3 separate regions of the Sus scrofa genome follow, and all the other regions are linked to region 2. A link is a contact called in public Hi-C data. All regions are on one chromosome and are shown on one strand. The core of a region is the stretch at or near the end of the contact, and the rest is flanking DNA. Distances in the headings are between cores, read along the strand shown. Region 1 overlaps MYO1E (unconventional myosin-Ie). Region 2 holds the start of MYO1E (unconventional myosin-Ie). Region 3 overlaps MYO1E (unconventional myosin-Ie).

Region 1 (3,943 bases), core at 402-2,901, 210 kb before region 2:
TCTGAAAAACCCAAATAACCCCCTTGCCAAAACTGACTGAACCCAAAATAAACTGACAGAGACTTTCCTGAATTAACTTGAGGTGCTAATGACACAATTTGATTTTATCCACATTACACAATCCAAAAGAAATAATTGCTTGTGCAAAATATGTCTATAAAGAAAAGCGCACAGGGGATGGGAGAGGGAAAGGAAAGAACACAAGAGTTGAAAGTCTGAGGAGATTTGGTGGTAATTTCCCTTTTATAGGTTGGTAAATTCATGGGCCTGTTTGGAACTGTGATGTAAACAGAAATTTTTGTCTTCATGGAAATGTACAAGCTGGGGGACCCCCAAAATTCCCTGTTTTGCTCCAACAACCACCTATGAATTCAACAGAATTCATAGGGGACCCCCAAAATTCCCTGTTTTGCTCCAACAACCACCTATGAAATCAGCGGAATTCATGTTTTCTTGGCAAAGAGGAGTTTTTAAATGAAGGTAACCACAGGGCCCCTGAAATGCACGATTAAGTCTCTGGCAGAATTAGAAATTATTTAACTTTTAAGTGTTTCTAGCAATCCAGGATCCAAGCAGAGTCTGCGACCTATACCACAGCTCATGGCAATGCTGGATCCTTAACCCATTGAGCAAGGCCAGGGATCAAACCTGCGTCCTCATGGATGCTAGTCAGATTTCATTAACCACTGAGCCACGACACGGGAACTCCCCAGAAAATAAATACTAAGAAAAAGCTTGGAGTTCCCGTCGTGGCGCAGTGGTTAACGAATCCGACTAGGAACCATGAGGTTGCGGGTTCGATCCCTGCCCTTGCTCAGTGGGTTAACGATCCGGCGTTGCCGTGAGCTGTGGTGTAGGTTGCAGACACGGCTCGGATCCCGCCTTGCTGTGGCTCTGGCGTAGGCCGGTGGCTACAGCTCCGATTGGACCCCTAGCCTGGGAACCTCCATATGCCGCGGGAGCGGCCCAAGAAATAGCAACAATAACAACAACAACAACAACAACAACAACAAAAAGACAAAAGACAAAAAAAAAAAAAAAAAGAAAAAGCTTAGTCCTTTGATCAGAGGATGATTCCTTTCTCCCTTCCTTCGTCTTTTTAGGGCTGTACCCAAAGCATATGGAAGTTCCCAGGCTAGAGATCGAAGTGGAGTGGCAGCTGCTGGCCTAAAGCACAGCCACAGCAACACCAGATCTCAGCCACATCTGCGACCTACACCACATCACATGGCAATGCTGGATCCTTAACCTACTGACCAAGGTCAGGGATAGAACCTGCCTCCTCATGGATACTAGTCAGGTTCATTACTGCTGAGCCACAATGAGAACTCCGGAGTATGATTTCTTAAGGAATATTTGCATCATAGCAGATATAAGTGTACAAAGAGGAGACTGGCTGGGATTCTTGTGACTATGGGACTTGGTGTGCCTAGTAAGCATTTATACACTGGTTTTACATACAGTCAGGAAAGTCTTACTGCCTAACAGATGCCTGTGCCTCCTTCCAGTCTCAGAGCCATTACCAAAATAGCATCATGTGTGTCTGAACTTTAGGCCTGAGGGTGGCAGAGGGTACGATGAGACTTAATAGGGAACGGTGGAGCTGAGGGCTGGAAGGGAGCAGCCTCGGTTAAGACACAATGTTCCTAAATTGCCTGCTTTTTGGCTGACAGATGCTCCCAGCTGGCTGGTGTGCAAGACTGTAACTTGCAGAGCAGGCTGGAAAGATGGTTTTGCTTGCCAAAACCAAAGCAAGTAGGAAGCTAGCAGACAGAGCTAAGAGATTTGGTGCATTTTGCTGACTGGTTTTAATCCCTTGCCTACTTTGGGTAATCAGACTAGGCCCAGCCACAGCGACACTTGATCTGAGCCGCATCGGCAGCCTACACCACAGGTCACAGCAACACTGGATCTTTAACCCACTGAGAGAGGCCAGGGAATGAACCTCCATCCTCATGGATACTAGTCAGATTCTTAACCTACTGAGCCACAAAGGGAACTCCCAGCACTGCTCCATTTCGTACACAAGTCTTCTGATCACATCTGAAACTGTTATTATTCTAGAGATAAGGAGAGGTGGGCAGGGGTAGAGGGGCTGCAGCAGCCCCATTAACTGGGTTCAGCAGAGAGAACTATTCTATCACTGAGAATCCCACAGAGTTGCAAGAGTCGTGAAAAGTCACTAGTTCAGCCACTATCACCAGCACGGTCATCGAGCCACAGTTGACCAAGTGGCCTCCTCCATGCCCTGTACCATGGTGGTAGTTGATGGATCTTATTTCTGGGTCCCCTCACAACCCCTCAAGCTTGGTGGTATTGCATCAGTGTACCGATAAGGAAAATGAAGCTCACAGAGGATAAGGAGGAGTAGCAGGCTCAATATTAGACAGGTAAGGGGGCTAAAACAGGATTCTCATCTTTGTATCTGACATCAGACCTGGTAACTTCAATCCACCCTGAGCCTGAATACTTCCAAGATCAGGTGCTCCTGACATCCCAGGGAGGTTCATCTTTGTGTAACTGGAATTTTCTTTGGCTTACTGTTGCCAAAACCTACACCACCTGGCAGGATTCACTCACTTGTCTTGAAGTTGTCCCTTGTCAGATGCCTGGTGACTCCACAGGCCACATGAGACCCCCTTTCCACACTGATAACTCTGAATATCTACAAAGAGGTCCAAGAATCTTTACTTCCTCCAACTGAAAAGCTTTGGTTTCTTTTTACCACTCCTTTTTTTTTTTTTTTTTTTTTTTTCCCCTTTGGTGGCATATGGAAGTTCCTGAGCCAGGGATTGAATCTGAGCCACAGCTGCAGCACTGCCAGATCCTTAATCCACTGTGCCACAGCAGGAACTCTGCACTCTTCATTTTCTATTATGGAAAGAGAGAGAGGCTCTCATTTTAAAGCCCTGAAGATTTGTGTTCATAAATAAATACCTACATCTCATAGCATGCTGAGATGGCATCCTTTACATTTCTAATGACTCTTTGAGCTGCCGTGTTTATGCAGCTTCAGGCACAGACATAAATCAAAAACCCCATTATCCCTCAACCATCCAGAGAGCAAAAAAAGGTCACAGAGTAATCAAACCTCAGGGCTGAAGGGGACCCCTCGTCTCATGTTTCCATGATAAGGCCTCTCTGGAGAATGAACTGTGTGGGATCAACTTGGCTGTACTTTGAGAAATGCCAACTGTGGGCCTCACAGCCTTGGGGCTGGATTACAACATGTGTGGGTGGGAAACTGAACTTGAGAATCATGCTGACTGCCCCCAAATCCTTGCTCCTTGGTGTGACTGATGCAGACAGAGATCACCTACAGAATGTGGGACTCTTACCCTGCGGCGCCCTGGTCAGGGACCTTGAGGAAATCCAAGCTCTCCGGCGTCTGTGTCACTCGGTCTGAGCCAGTGGACTGCTGTCGTGGCAAGGGTGGACGGGCCATGGAAGTGTACAGGCTCTTCTGATTTGACCTATGGTTTCCAGGAGTGTGGGGATGTGGCACAAACTGGTTTTTGAGGACTCCATTCTGATGGTACCCTAGAAAGACGAAAAGAGGAGAAAACAAAGGTGAAATTTCCTGACCCTTTGCTAAAAGGCTCTGCAATTTTTTCCCATCTATTAGCCAAGAGCAACTTACTTGGCTTCACCAGGTCTCGGTTTCCCCATCTGAAAAACTGGTGGGCATAACTGCTAGTACAGAGCGAGGAAAAGAGCCAAGACAGTGTAAACTGCCCACTATGTGCCTGGAGCACAGCAGACACTCTCACACCCTTGTTGACCTTAACATGAGAACCATCAGATATGCAGGGTTTCAAAGCTCACAGTCAAGGAAAGGTAAGCCTGCAACAAGTTGGCAGGCACATTTGTGGGTCTAGGAAAAATGATGAGGTTATGATTCAGGAGGACTGACGGGCAGCTGTTTAAACAGCTGGATGTCCAT
Region 2 (4,173 bases), core at 930-3,429:
CCAGAAACACTTTTTTTTTTTTTTTGAAGAAGTACTGAACCATGGAAAATAATTAGAGCAATCCTAAAGTCCTAAGACTCACATTGCTCAAGTTCAAGTGGCCAATTAGGCAGTGGCCCAATTAGGTAGCTCCACCCAAACACACACTCAGTGTAAGGGAGGAGTTCTCCAGAGGGGTTCCAAAAATAATGTAGGGTGGGCTTTCTTCTTAAACCATAAAACTGAAAGAGAAAACTTATTTACAGATAAAATGTTGGACTATGTGAAAAGAAAAAGCTTTGGTCAAGGACGACCTTTTAAAGGTTTGTGTTTGTTTTTAATCATTCTTTTGAATAAACACAGCACTGGGTCAAGGGCTACATTACAGTTTTGTATTTAAGTTCCAATGGCCTTTGCTACATTTCTCTCAGGGTGATCCTGCAAATAGATTTTTTAAATTAGTGCTGTACTGGTTATCATTTTGACTTACCACCACCTTCACAGTCACTAAAAAAACAACAGAACAAACCAAGAGGACGAGTTCATCGACCTAAACCGGATTACTTGAAAAGAACCAAGTGTGGAAACTATGAAGCCTTGTAATAGAACTCCCCCCCACCCCATGGCCTGCCAATCTTCTCAAAATAGTCCTTGCTTTTGTGTTTCGGAAAGAAAAGTACACCAGCCCAAAACCCAAGGGATGCGGCTAAGAGTACTGGGGGCGGGGTAGCCGGGGCGGGGAGGCAGGGGTAGAGGAAAAGTCAGAAACCACAGAGAAGGAGCCAGCCACTTCCATCGGATCCCAAAGTGCCAAAGGAAAAGAACACAAAACTCGACTTCCTTCCGTGCGAAACGTTTGCTGTACACCCGAAAAGTGCCAGCCACCTCACACTTGGGGAAGGGAGGGGGCTGTTTACTTGGCCTTTTTGATGCAAAGACCATCCCGGCGGGCGCCGGGAGAAGCGCAGGCCAGCGTGGCTCCGGACAGCCCATCGGCAATCTCGCCCGCAGCCGCCAGCCCACCGCCAGGTGCTCGCTCTACCTGGCGCCCCGCTGCCTTTGTGCGGCCGCGCCGCCCCCGCGGGCGTGCGGATGCTAGCGGGACAGCTGCGGCGCTGCCGGCAGCCGGGGGAGGAACGGGGGTCGGCGGCGCTGGTGCCGCAAGCGAGGAGCGCGCGTGCGCGCGCGGAGGGGCGCGGGCGGCCACCCCCACCTTCCCAGCAGGAAAAAAGCGACCCCCTTCGCGGGCGGTGCCCCTGAAAGCAGATCTCACCATACTCTGGCTTCCGACAGCTGGCAGCCATAGCCACCCGGCCACGAAAAGTTTGGCGACGCCGAAAACGACTTGAAAGAAAGTTTTCCTTGGCCCCCACTCCCTCTCCCTCAGCCCGGTTAAAGGAAAGCGGCAGGAAATATGGGCTCGGGACGTGCCGACTCCAGCGTCCACCTTCTTCAACCATGGGCTCGGCAGCTTGCCCAAGGTGGGTGCCCTGCGCCAGGGCTAACTGCCCCATCCCCGGGTCAGGCATCCCGGGACGCCGCGCGGCCAACTCACCATGGTGACTCGCGCCGCAGTCGCGCTTCTGCCGGTCCGGCTGCCGGGGAGCTGGAGCTGGAATGCAGTCTCCTGGGCGAACTTCAAAAGTTGGTTCCCTACGCCAAAAACAGGCTCTCGACACCCAAGCACTCACAGGAACCAATGGGAACCCTTGGGGGACTCCATCCAGGCAGGATCGGCGGCGCTAGGTGAGGGCGACAAGGAGGCGACTTAGCAGGAGGGGCGCATGCTGCCCAGGGCCGGGGTCCACTCAGACTGGGCGCTCGCCGCCCGCCTAGGTGAGTGCAATGCTCCGCGCGCCTCCGACTCGCTGCCTTGCCTCGCTCTTTCTTCAGCCACTTACTCCGTACTCTTCTGGCTGAGCCTCGGCTCGGGCTGGGCAATCTGTCCATAAATGGAGAATTCAGCTCAGGCCTGACCAATCAGGGTTTGTTTTCACATCGTCACTCCTCAGGGAAACCGTAGTAGCCAACACGCTTGGAGCTGCCGGAGTTTCCAAAGCCCTCTGGATCCTGTAGTCCTCCTCCAAGCCCGCCTCCAAAGAGCGCTGCTGACCCAGCTCGTTCCCGGCTGCCAGACCTGAACTGGTAGGAAGAAAACCACTCTGTGAAAGAGAGGTAAACTTCTAATTTTTTTCCTTTAAACGCGAAAGTTGGAGTAGGTGTGGCCGAAGTGGTATAATTTTCCTGTACTTTTTTTTTTTTTTTTGAAGAAGGAAATATTTTATCAGCAGAAGGATCAGAGCCGTGGCAGCAGCCCAAAGGAAATCCTTTTTCTTTCCAACGTCTGGATTGGGAGGAAAGTCAAAAATATCGTTTCCCCCACCCTTTTTTTTACCTGAATTTCCTTGGAAAACAAAAGAAGGCTTGTGGAGGGGGAGGAGAGGAGGGGGAGTTTTGATGGAGAAGTTGCACGTGCAGTGAGCCAGGGCCAGGGGAGAGAGACCTGGAAAGAAAGTGCCATCCAATCTCAGTCAACATTTATCTGTTGAGAACAATTAGTAGTGCAATCAAGAAATCAGGTGGGCAATTAGGAGAAGATTAGGGTGGGGAAAAGCAGAATCCTGAAATAAAGGTAGAGAGTCCGATATTGTTTTCAGGGTTCAGGAAGTAAACTAGGTGGGTCATAAGAGGATGGTCCTCCCTAGATCTGTGAAACTTCAGGGCTCAGAAAAACTGTGAAGCATAATGATTTACTGTAGTATACTCTATGAACTTGGTTGGTTGCCCGTCTCCTGAATAGAGGATCCTGGAGTTGAAATGGGTGTTAAAAATCCTCTTGTCTATACCACAGAAAGTAACACAGCATTGTAAATTAACCACACTTCAATTAAAAAAAAAATCCTCATTTAGAATGGTAAACAAAATGTGTGTAGTCATGGAATGAAATATTATTCAGCCATTAAAAAGGAAGAAAGTACTGATGCATGTTCTGACATGAACCTTGAAAACATTAAGTGAAGGAAGCCAGGAAAAAAGACCCCCTATTATATGATTCCTTTTATATGAAAGTAGAGAATGGGGAAATCCATAGAAACAGAAATTGCTAAATTATTGATTGCCAGCACCTGGGGAAGGGGAGGATGAAAGTAATTACTAATGAGTATGTGTTTTTTTACCGATGAAACTATTCAGGAATTAGTGGTGATTCATGTACAACTTTGTGGATATACTAAAAACCACTGAATTGTACATTTTTAAAGGGTGAATTTTGGAGTTCCTGTTGTGGTGCAGCAGAAACAAATCCACCTAATATCCACAAGGATGAGAGTTTGATCCTTGGCCTTGCTCAGTGGGTCAGAGATCTGGCATTGCTGTGAGCTGTGGTGTAGGTTGCAGACGTGGCTTGAATCCCATGTTGCTGTCGTGGACAGCTGAAACTCTGATTTGCACCCTAGCCTGGGAGCCTCTATATGCCTCTGGAGCAGCCCTAAATTAAAAAAAAAAAAAAAAAGAAGTAGCAGTAGTTTTGTGCAAGGAACTGCCACATTTGGAGGTGTAGGAAATTCATCTGGTAGCATTCTGTAGCACAGACTGGACAGAAAACCGGGAGGTATCTGTTGAGTACTCATTATGTACTAGGTCCATACAGGTGTGATCATTGGCTAGGTACATAGAGTCATGATTCATCATTCTCACATAAACGTGATTCCATGCCTCAGGGGTATGTCAGCTTCAAAATTCAAGCAGATATTTTAAGAACTAATGTACAGCGGTTACCAAAGGGAAATTTGAGCTTATAGGTAACAAAAGAAACACTATTTATTTGGGGCACAGCGGGTTAAGAATCCAACCATAGCAGCTCAGGTCACTGCAGAGGTGTGAATTCAATCCCCAGGTGGGTACAGTGCGTTAAAGGATCTGGTGTTGCCAGAGCTATAGCTCAGATTCAATCTCTGGCCTGGGAGCTTCCATATGCCACGGGTGTGGCCATAAAAATTTTTTTTAATTTAAAAAAATAACAGTATTTAGGTTGGAAAATGACATACTGCCTCAGCCACCATCCCATCCATGGTCAACCCTGATTAGTAGTCATACTGAGATGGGCTTGGAGGGACAGAGGCAAGGATGTAATTGCTTTCTCCAAGATTAACTTAGGGATACAAGGCACTGAAAATCTCTTAATAATCTATTAGC
Region 3 (3,939 bases), core at 785-3,284, 130 kb before region 2:
GAAAAGACTGAATGTGAGCGACCAACGCAGCTTAACTTCCTTCAAATCCAATGATCTTCAAACCACAACAAAACATAAATAAAAGAAAAAAAACAGCTGTAGGCTTTTCATCAAAGAGAATCTAAAGCGGAGTCCCAATATAGGAAGTACTCACACATAAATGCAAACATTAAAAAACTTTTTATGGGGAGTTCCCGTTGTGGCTCAGTGGTTAACGAACCCGACTAGCATTCATGAGGACGTGGGTTTGATCCCTGGCCTTACTCATCGGGTTAAGAATCTGGTGGTGCAGTGAGCTGTGGTGTAGGTCACAGACGTGGCTCGGATCCCACGTTGCTGCGACTGTGGTGTAGGCTGGCAGCTACAGCTGCAATTCGACCCCTAGCCTGGGAACCTCCATATGCTGCAGGTATGGCCCTAAAAAGACAAAAAGACAAAAAACAAACAAACAAACAAAAAACCAAAAAACTTGTTTTTATCAGTAAAACTAGTTTAAGACATTAAAAAAAAAAAAAAAAAAAAAAGGTCAAATCAGATGACTGCTGAAGCAGCGTGGACCAACTATAATTTAAAAGCATTCTACACAGTGCTTCAGCCCCAAACTCTCCATGGCTTCTGAGAGTATAAGCAGAAACTTCTTGACCTGGTATTAAAGATTCCAAGTCTATTTCAAGTCTTTTTGTCCTTTTTGAGACCTCTGCCCTTGCACACCTGCTGGGGCCTAGCTCACAGATTAGCCTGCCCCCTCCCTGCCCTGCTATCCCTGCTTGGTTCAGGCCACCTGACTTGCCAGAGCCCACCTTCCCACCATGCTATCCCGTGTCTCCGTAATCTCTCTCACCACCCGCAAAGTCTCCCTGCAAGGACTCCTATTTGGCAAAGCATCAAACATCCCAACTTTTGTTCTAAAGTGTGTCAACACGTCCTTGATTATTTCACTTCAGAGAAATTTTTGCCTTCTCACCGCAACTGGAACTCACTCTCCTTGCAGGTAAGGGCATTCTTGCGATTCCTCTGCACACTGACTTACACATCCTACAGTAATAAGGACTCCTGGGCTTGCCAGGCTAGCCTGTCTAAACCTAAGGACCAGGAGAAGAAAATTTTAAATGTGGAGAAGGAATCAGGAAGTAGGAAAAAAATAACATAAAGGAAAACCTGGTAAAATATGTGAAAATTCCGCTCTCCGGGGTTCCTCATCACCACCCTAGATTTTTCCAGAAGGAAGTTGGAGATCTTTCCACCATCTGGTTCCCCACCTGGACTGAACTGGATTTCAAAGTATTTTCCCTGCAAGAAAATTAGGGATTTCCTTTAATGGTTGGTCAACACAAACATGATGTTCCAAAAAGGCGTTGGATATGGCATATAATTCTAGGAAATTCATTAACGAAAGATATGTTCTGAATTCTTCCCACTTCTGGTCTAGACTTCCTCACTGTTTCCTATCAGACAATAACCCGCGCCTTTGTCCAATCACACAATTCTGTACTGAGAGAGAATCTATCCTTCTGGCCCGACTAAATAAGGCTATGCTACATTCCTTCCCATTTTCCTGCAGTAGGTGCTCTTGCCTGCTACACCGGAAGCTGTAAAGAATAGGACAGAAAATCACATGGTCCCCTTGATCCAACAAGAGTGAGCTCTATCAGCCTCTTCCCAAGGAAGCAAATTTTCCTTCTGGTAGATGTATTCTAATGGCTTTCAGCAAAAGCAATCCCTTTTGACCTCTGGAGCAGTGATAATGCTTACATAAAAACATTTGGTTATAAATAAAGTTTTTTTTACCCCCAGCTAGTTTTGGGTGTGGGGATTTTGCTTACTGTTGTTGTCGTTAATATTTCCTTTTAAATTACTGCCAACAGGCAACAATAAAATCCTGGAGTGTGGCTGAAAAAGTGCCCAGATTGTTAAGTAAATGACAATTCGTTTGGTTGGTTTTTTCCCCTGCTACCATCTAGTTTCTCTCCAGTCCTCAGAAAGGTTTAGGAGGGTAGATTTAGGTGAAGAAAAAGATGAGAATGTCAGTTGTAGGGAATGGTGTGGCCTGGGGTCAAATTGGACAGCAGACCTAGCCTAAAGGCATTCACAGTTTATTATTATTATTACTGTCTTTTTAGGGCTGCACCTATAGCATAAGGAACTTCCCATGCTAGGGGTTGAATCAGAGCTGCAGCTGCTAGCCTATACCACAGCCACAGCAATGGGGGATCCAAGCCGCATCTGTGACCTACACCATAGCTCACGGCAACACCAGATCCTTAATCCATTGAGCAAGGCCAGGGATTGAACCTGCATCCCCATGGATACTATTTGTGTTCATTACCACTGAGCCACAATGTGAACTCCACACTTAATATTTTTAAAACATGTGTGCTGATGAAATCCACACATCTCAAAGCTGAAGCCTGCCAAGCTGCAAGTTTCCAACTAGAACCGTAAACTCACTAAAGAGAAGGAAGGCACGCTGCGTGTTCTTCCTGCTCTCTAAAGCACCCAGCTTCTGCTGTGCTCCTGTGAAGTTGCTTACCAACCCCAGGAATCAAAAAGGCTACGAAAGAGGCCACCTTCAAACTGTCTATTTGTCTTAATCTGTTGCCTTCTCCTTCTCTCAAAAATAAACCCCCACACAAATATCCGTTAGTACCAGACTAAGAAGGACCGCAAACCACGGCTATCCCGAATTACAGTGGTTCATGAGAAAAGTTCGCTGAATAAGATCCTTGTACTTCTTATTGTGGTCATCCTTCACCATCTTTCCCTTTGGGTGTGTTCTGTTTTTGCTGTTGTTTTTTTTTTTCCCCTTCTTCTTTTTGGCTGTGTGGAAGTCCCCAGGCCAGGGATCAAGCCCATGTCACAGCAGTGACCCAAGCCATAGCAGTGACAATGCTGGATCCTTCACCTGCTGAGCCACCAGGGAAACTCCCAGAGTGATGTTTGTATGAGGCCAAGTTTGAGAACCACTGCTCTAATGTAACAGACATGATTATACATAACTCAAAATTGTAATATAAAAGTCCAACACCTAATAAGAGATCAAAAAAATAAGTTTTATTGTAAAGCTGCCTGAAAGGAAGAGAAAATTGTGTAAAGAGAGGATACTGCGTTTTCAATAGTAAATAAAAATAAACTTTGACTCTTGGTAATGTTTTCTTTTTTAAGCTATGTACTGGGTACACCAAAGTTTACTGTATTATATTTTAAAGTAGTGTTTGAAATATTCCATAATATATTTCTTAAAACTTGAAAGATTTATAAGTGAAAATACACGAAGTTTTATGATTCATACTACATATACATTTTTTGCCCCCCCCCTTTTTTTTAGAGCCACGCCTGCAGCATATGTAAGTTCCCAGCATAGGGGTCGAATCGGAGCTAAAGCTGCCAGACTACACTGCAGCCACAGCAACATGGGACCCGAGCCACATTTGTGACCTACCCATAGCTCATAGCAACGCCGGATCCTTAACCCACTGAGTGAGGCCAGGGATTGAATGCGCTTCCTCAGATATTAGTTGGGTTTGTTACCACTGAGCCATGATAGGAATTACCTACATACCAATTTTTAGGAGAAACTACCCATAATCCCACCCTAATGCCGCTTCTACCTCCTTCTACCAATCACTGTAAAAGTATATTCAGACTTTGATTTAGACACATTATGCTTTATATAATGCGCATTTTAAAATAAAAATGGGACCATATCATAGACATATTTTTGGAACCTTTTTTTTTTTTTAATTTGACAACACATAATGGATATCTTTTTTATTTTTATGTATTTTATTTTTTCTTTTTTGGCTGCACATGTGGCACAGGGAAGTTCCCAGGCCAAGGATCAAATCTGAGCCAGAGCTGCAAACTACACTATGGCTGCAACCTAATCCACAGTTGTGGCAACTCTGCCAGATCCTTAACACACTGTGCTAGGGCAAGGAT

The links. A called contact is a pair of places that touch in the nucleus more often than the background predicts.
Region 1: a contact with region 2 is called in a Hi-C map of skeletal muscle, with 2.4 times the contacts expected there. The contact joins the enhancer-like site here to the promoter of MYO1E in region 2. A contact is called at or near these places in 6 of 47 Hi-C or Micro-C datasets (embryonic fibroblasts, heart right ventricle and skeletal muscle) and 2 of 2 datasets of contacts at active chromatin or transcription factors (alveolar macrophages and skeletal muscle).
Region 3: a Hi-C map of retroperitoneal adipose tissue shows a contact between it and region 2, with 1.5 times the contacts expected there. The contact joins the enhancer-like site here to the promoter of MYO1E in region 2. A contact is called at or near these places in 10 of 47 Hi-C or Micro-C datasets (brain, embryonic fibroblasts, fetal heart ventricle and 6 more) and 2 of 2 datasets of contacts at active chromatin or transcription factors (alveolar macrophages and skeletal muscle).

What each region holds. Positions count from the first base shown.
Region 1 is chr1:112,884,454-112,888,396 of Sscrofa11.1, reverse strand. MYO1E (unconventional myosin-Ie) reads right to left here. Exons shown (of 28, transcript XM_003353343.5): 26 at 3,339-3,540. Among named protein-coding and RNA genes, the nearest start is that of CCNB2, 56 kb to the left of the region's middle. Within about 2 kb of position 1,651, at least 3 of the 83 cell types and tissues checked have an H3K27ac peak or open chromatin away from gene starts, as enhancers often do. A contact at or near this core is called in skeletal muscle, where this site is marked.
Region 2 is chr1:112,675,551-112,679,723 of Sscrofa11.1, reverse strand. It overlaps MYO1E (unconventional myosin-Ie), which reads right to left and starts at 2,179. Exons shown (of 28, transcript XM_003353343.5): 1 at 1,535-2,179. The coding sequence starts at 1,537. It overlaps FAM81A (protein FAM81A), which reads left to right and starts at 2,049. Exons shown (of 9, transcript XM_005659549.3): 1 at 2,049-2,154.
Region 3 is chr1:112,809,491-112,813,429 of Sscrofa11.1, reverse strand. MYO1E (unconventional myosin-Ie) reads right to left here. Exons shown (of 28, transcript XM_003353343.5): 7 at 1,159-1,290. Among named protein-coding and RNA genes, the nearest start is that of CCNB2, 130 kb to the left of the region's middle. Within about 2 kb of position 2,034, at least 1 of the 83 cell types and tissues checked has an H3K27ac peak or open chromatin away from gene starts, as enhancers often do. A contact at or near this core is called in retroperitoneal adipose tissue, where this site is marked.